Linked DNA regions of Oryctolagus cuniculus: region 2 is linked to region 1. Evidence: chromatin contacts called from public Micro-C data. All regions are on one chromosome and are shown on one strand. The core of a region is the stretch at or near the end of the contact, and the rest is flanking DNA. Distances in the headings are between cores, read along the strand shown.

Region 1 (3,021 bases), core at 60-2,559:
CTTTGGATCAGCTTAGCTCTGGCCGTTGGGGCCATTTGAGGAGTGAACCAGCGGATGGAAGACCTCTCTCAGTCTCCACCTCTCTAACCATCTTTCAAATAAATAAAATGAATCTTAAAAAAAAAAAAAGTCCTTTAAGTTCAGGATAACTATAAGCATTTTACAAACTACAGATAAGGGATTCTTAATGACAGTAATTTCTATTCGAGGCTCTTGTTATCACTTCACACACAGCATTCACATAATTCTTGCAGTCCTATTTTACAGATGAGACAAACCAAGGCACGGCAAGTTAGGAAACTCGCCCAGACTCCAGAGCTTAAAGATGAAGCAGGACCCAAGAGTGGAGCTGAGATCTGAAAGTTCACGCGCGACGCGATGGAACCTGCAGCTCCCCTCAGGGCTCCGGAATCAGGGCGGCGCGAAGGCAACCCCACCAACAGCGCTGTGTCCACGTTACAGCAACCGACACAGCTGAGCACCGTGGGGCTGGGACACGGCGCAGCCACGCAAAACGGGCCCTTTCCTGTCCTGTATGTGCACAGGCACATCACTTCGCCCTCGGGGCTTGCTGGATCTGGAGAGGAAAAGCGGCCCACCCTGGAGCCAAGGAGGCTCCGGACTGCGGGTGGCATTCGGGGTGCACAGCTATGAGCGTTTCTGGGAACCGAGCCCTCCACAGAGCCCGCAGCCCCCGACAAGAAGAGCCGCCGGGCCAGTTTCTCCACACTGGCGCCTGCCTCTGCCCCGCGTGCAGGCGCCCAGGCTGGGACCCCCGACCCTCCTTTCCCAAGTGAGTGGGCCGAGCCCAGCCGCCGGCGGCCGCCCGGCTCCCGGCTGCGCGCGGTAGCTCCGCCCACCGCTGAGGCTGCCCCGCGGCCCTCGCCGGCAGCGAAGCGAAGCCTCGGGGGCCTGGGCCTGGGCCGGTCACCCCTGTCGCGGGCAGCTCCCTTGCCTCCGCGAGCCGGAAGGTGGCCCCGACCGCGCGGCGGCTGCGGAGGGCCCAAAGGAGGCGAGGACCGCGCGAGGCGGCGCTGGCTCCTACGCGCCTCCCACTCCGCACGCTCCACGCCTCAGCCCGCGCGCGAGCTACTTACTGAAGAAGAGGCGGTAGTCCTCCGAGTGGGGCCGGCCGCGCTCCTCCGTGTGGTACAGGGCCATGGCGCGCAGCGGCCCGCTCCTTGCCCTCGCTCCCGCCGGCGGGTGGGCGGCGACGGGGCTGCCCGCGCGCCACCCCCGGCCCGTGCGCAGCAGCGCCAGCAGCGCGCGCATGGCGTAGACTGAGGTCCGGCTCGGCGCGGGGCGGTGCTGGGGCCCGCGGCCCGGCCGCCCCCCGGCGCCCCCTACCGCCCGGAGCCCTCACTCCTGCCCTTGGGCCGTGACCCAGACGCTGGCTGTGGGATCTGAGAGTCCTGGCCGGTAGTGCAAGAGACCAGGCCCAGCCACCCTTGAGGAGCACACTGCCGCTCCTCCCTCCTTCCTGTCTTTCCTTCACTTATCCCGTCTATGTTGACTACCATAATACGATCGTTTTACTGGGGAAGTGCAGTAGAGTAACGTCCTCTGTGTCAGGGACTGCTGTAGCATGTCCAGTTTTGGAGACGAACATGCGCACACAGAGGCCGCTATAAGGCCATGATCAGGCCTCCTGGAAACTTGAACTTGATAGACACTTACAGAATTAAAAAGCACGAAATTTCCTCAAATGCCATCTGCTCCATGAAGTTTTTTTCCTATTTAGGCAAAGTAGAGGTGACGCGCTTTTTTTTTTCTTTTACATGTTTATTCTGCAAGGGCACTTGTCCTACACCTGTATATTTGTGAATTTATCATGTTCCCTAATTCACTCTCTCCTGCCCACTGCATTGTAAGCCTGCAAAGCCCTGAAGTCTTGATATTTGGTATCTCTGTATGATGTAGCACCATGTTTAATGTTAAATTTACTGTTGAACTTAAATAATTGTATTTTTTTTGACAGGCAGAGTTAGAGTTAGACAGTGAGAAAGAGAGACAGAGAGAAAGGTCTTCCTTCCATTAGTTCACCCCCCAGATGGCTGCTACGGCCGGTGCGCTGCGGCGATCCGAAGCCAGGAGCCAGGTGCCTCCTCCTGGTCTCCCATGTGGGTGCAGGGCCCAAGGACTTGGGCCATCTTCCACTGCACTCCACAGCAGAGAGCGGGACTGGAAGAGGAGCAACAGGGACAGAACCAGTGCCCCAACCGGGACTAGACCCCATGGTGCCAGCGCCGCAGGCAAGGATTAGCCTAGTGAGCTGTGTGGCCTGCCAACAATTGTATTTCAAATGTTTAATTTATTTTCACTTTATTGGAGAGAGAAATATGTTACATCTGCTGGTTCATTCCCCCACAGGCCCACAACAGCCAGGGCAGGGCCAAGCCAAAACCAGTAGCCCAGAACTCAGTCCAGATCTCCCAGATGGGTGGCAGAGATCCAACTTGAGTCATCACTGTTGCCTCCCAGGGGGTACATTAGCAAGAAACTGGATAGGAAGAGGAGCCAAGTCTCAAACCAAGCACACAGATATGGAATGCATGTGTTCCAGGTGGCATCTTAACCACTAGGCCGGTGCTCATTGTGCCTGCTGTTGAATTAAAAGTTCATGAAGGGGCCAGCACTGTGGCCTAAGGGTAAAGCCACCACCTGCAGTGCTGACATCTCATATGGGCGCTTGTTTGTATCCTGGCTACTCCTCTTCTGATCCAGCTCTCTGCTGTGGCCTGGGAAAGCGGTAGAGGATGGCCCAAGTCCTTGGGCCCCTACACCCGCATGGGAAATCCAGAAGAAGCTCCTGGCTCCTGGCTTCGGACAGCTCAGCTCCTGCCATTGCAGCCAATTGGGGAGTGAACCAGTGGATGGAAGACACCTCTCTCTTTCTTTCTCTCTCCCTCTCTCTGCCTTGTTTTCTCTCTGTGTGTATCTCTGACTTTCAAATAAATAAATAAATCTTTAAAAAAGAAAAAAGTTCCTGAAATTCCTCTTGCTGAATCTCCCACCAGCATA
Region 2 (3,121 bases), core at 399-2,898, 300 kb before region 1:
ATACCATGTACCACTTAAATGTATATTGCGGTCTCTGGGGAACTTTATAAAGTTGAAATAAATCTCAGGGAACTTTCAAAACAGTTTAGATTTGGCATTAGTAATTAATTGCCAGAACTTCATGACCTATTAGTGTACAGTAGAAAAAGACGTTTACACGAGATGCTGAGGGTGAAAACGAGGGATTTTGCTTGGTCTATGCAAAATCGGAAATCTGAGTCAACTTTGTGTCAACACGGACTAAACAATGTTTCGTTAGATCACACTTGGAAACAATGTGATACATGTTAAGGGTTGTCGTTTTAGACAACTCAAAGGAAACACTGCGATTTCATGAAATTAGGAAAAGGCCTCCCTTTACTCACCCCCCAACCAGGGTTGACTTCGGGTATTGTGATCACAATGCTGTGATCCTGTTAAAGAAGGGTCCAAGATACCTATCTGAAAATTTGAATTTCAGCCATGCGAAAAGTTCAAGATGAGAGCGTATACTCCAAAACCCACCACGATTTATATGGACTTTGTTCTTTCAATTAAAAAGTTGATAAATAGAAAAAAGAAGCCGTAAAAGAGAAATAAAACTACCCAGCCACAGAAAAGACGACCGTCTAAGAAAGGACGCACTTGGGCACTTAGTCCGGGACATCGCGGGGAATCGGGCGTTCTTCATTAGGAGTATAGCTCAGCACCGGTCGGCTTCCTCATTACTTCACTGCCCGGGTGGGAATTTCCTCGAAATAAAGACATTTACAGGAGGCAATCTTTGAAACGGATGAGAGGGTCACTGGTGAGAAACTCATCTTGGGACCGCGGAGGCTCCCTTAGCTTCCCAGCCCACGTGGCCCAAGTAAACAGAAGGTGAGCTGGGGCGGGGAGAGATGCGACTCCGGTCAATTTCCCAATTTGTAGAGTCTCTGGAAACACAGGCCCCTAGAGCACCGAGGGCATGCCCTCAGCGACACTGCGGAGTGCTTGTGCGGAGCGAGAGTGCGGCGGGAGAGAAGGCTGGGCGAGCGCACTCAAAGGCGATGGGGATGCGGGTCTGGGAAGGGAAGGTGGGTGCGACCCGAGGTGCCTGCGGATGGGTGCGAGTGGCGGGGTCGGAGGGCGGGTTAGGGCCGGAGCCGGCAGGCAGCGACGGGTGTGGCGCTACCTGTGAGCAGGGGCGATTTGGGGTACAGGCGCAGAGGCGGGGCTGGGCGCGCACTGGGTTGTGTGCGCTCAGACCTCCAAGAGGGTCGTGAAGTGTGGGACCAACAAAGTTTCCAACGGAAATCTGCGAGCACACGTCCCTGTCCAGGCGCCCGCACCAGCTTCCCCCTTGGTGCCTGGCCCGCGCCTCCTCCCTGTGGTGAACGCCGACTGGGGGTCCCGAGTCCCGGGTCCCAGGTCTCACACTGAACCGCCCCTCCTGCGCTCATTTGAGCGCACCGCTCCAGGGCCTCACCGCCCAGCGAGAAGCTCGCCCCATTACAGGGCCCGCAGGTGCCGCCGGCTTTCCTGCCGGGCGCCCAGGGCTGGGGGGCTGATTCCCAGGGAGCTGGAGTTGAGGACCCCAGGGCGGCAGCAGAGGCAGGGGCGGAGAAGGAGGCGGCCCGGGCGGAGGAGAGCCGGGAGGAGAAGGAGGAGGAGGAGGAGGAGGAGGCGGCGGCGGCGGCGGCGGGGGTTGGGGGGAAGGAGGAGGAGGAGGAGGAGGAGGAGGAGGAGGCTCGTGCGGAGGAGGAGGCGGCGGCCGGGGCGGAGGAGGAGAGCAGCGGCACCGGCAGCGGGGAGAGCTCGGGCGGCCGCCGCCGCCTCCTGCGAGCGCCGCGCGCCCAGGCCCGACTCGCATGCGAGTCACGTCCGCCCCCTCGGCGCGGCCGCCCCGAGACGCCAGCCCCGCCGAGTGATGAGAACAGACGTCAAACTGCCTTATGAATATTGATGCGGAGGCTAGGCTGCTTTCGTAGAGAAGCAGAAGGAAGCAAGATGGCTGCCCTTTAGGATTTGTTAGAAAGGAGACCCGACTGCAACTGCTGGATTGCCGCAAGGCTGAGGGACGAGAACGAGGTCAGAGCGCTTCTCTTTTGCCGTGAAACTCTCTCTTTCCTCTCCCGCTTGCTTTCTCTCGGGCTTCCAGGGACCGGGGAGCAAACCCTGTAGTGTCACCCACAAATACCAAGAGGGAAGAGGGAAGCTTCACAAATTACTGGAGCCTCCTCAACATGGCTGACAAATATAGTTTTAATCCCCCCCACCCCGTAAACCTGCAGTTCTGTGTTCTCTTCTCTCCCCTGCTCCTGCCCGTACCCTCGTTCCCCAAAACTTACCTTTGTGCCTCCGACAAGCCGCCTCCCCGACCTTTTATCCCCAGCAAAGTGGGGCTTCTCTGCTTTCCTTTCTAAACTAGTTCACCTTTGGGGGAGGGCACCACTTTTCCCTTTAATCCTCTCCCCCACTCCACTGCTTGAGAGTCCAGCGCGGCTTTGGGGGATCCCCGAGCACCCCATGAGAGCCCTGACGCCTGGGTTTGCGTGGTGGCTTTTTTAGCCTTTTATCTGCTGCAGGACCTGGGACTGGGGCTTGGTGTGTGTCTCTCCATTCCTTGCCCCCTTTTGGGGGTGCTCTGGGCGAATGTCACGGCAGTGGAGTGGGGATACGCGCAGTGTGGTGTTTTTTTTTTTTCTTCCGTGAGTCCGCGCGTTTTGTTAGTGCCGCTGAGTGAGAGAGGAGTTTCAGTGCGCCCCCAAACACGACGGGAACCCACTTTTCTTAAGAGCACACGAGCTCTGCGCCGGGCTGTGTCTTCCAGCCTGGGGAATGGGTGTGAGAGAATTTGTGGGCAAATCTGTGTCCTGGCTTTGTGCTTCTCCCCGGGCAGTGACAGGCAGACACAAAGGCAGGCGCAGGCCCGGGGAGGGGGCGAGCCGCAGGGAGGGAGCGCAGCGGGGAGAGTTGCAGCCGACAAGGTCAGGGGCGCCCAAAGAAGCGAAACCCAATCCCGGCCACGAAATGCAGGGCAGATTGGTAACAGTCTTTTATCTCTCTGTGTCTCCTCTCTACTCTTCTCTACTCTTTCTCTCCTCTCCTGCCCCTACCCCACCACACACACACTCATCACTCTGAATCTTTTCACTGGGAC

Evidence for each region. A called contact is a pair of places that touch in the nucleus more often than the background predicts.
Region 2: a contact with region 1 is called in a Micro-C map of ear pinna, with 7 times the contacts expected there. The contact joins the promoter of TET2 here to the promoter of PPA2 in region 1. A contact is called at or near these places in 4 of 6 Hi-C or Micro-C datasets (ear pinna, psoas muscle, skin fibroblasts and 1 more).

Annotation. Positions count from the first base shown.
Region 1 is chr8:59,721,800-59,724,820 of mOryCun1.1, reverse strand. PPA2 (inorganic pyrophosphatase 2) reads right to left here and starts at 1,309. Exons shown (of 11, transcript XM_051820137.2): 1 at 1,098-1,309. The coding sequence starts at 1,272.
Region 2 is chr8:60,019,905-60,023,025 of mOryCun1.1, reverse strand. TET2 (tet methylcytosine dioxygenase 2) reads left to right here and starts at 1,648. Exons shown (of 11, transcript XM_002717196.5): 1 at 1,648-2,049.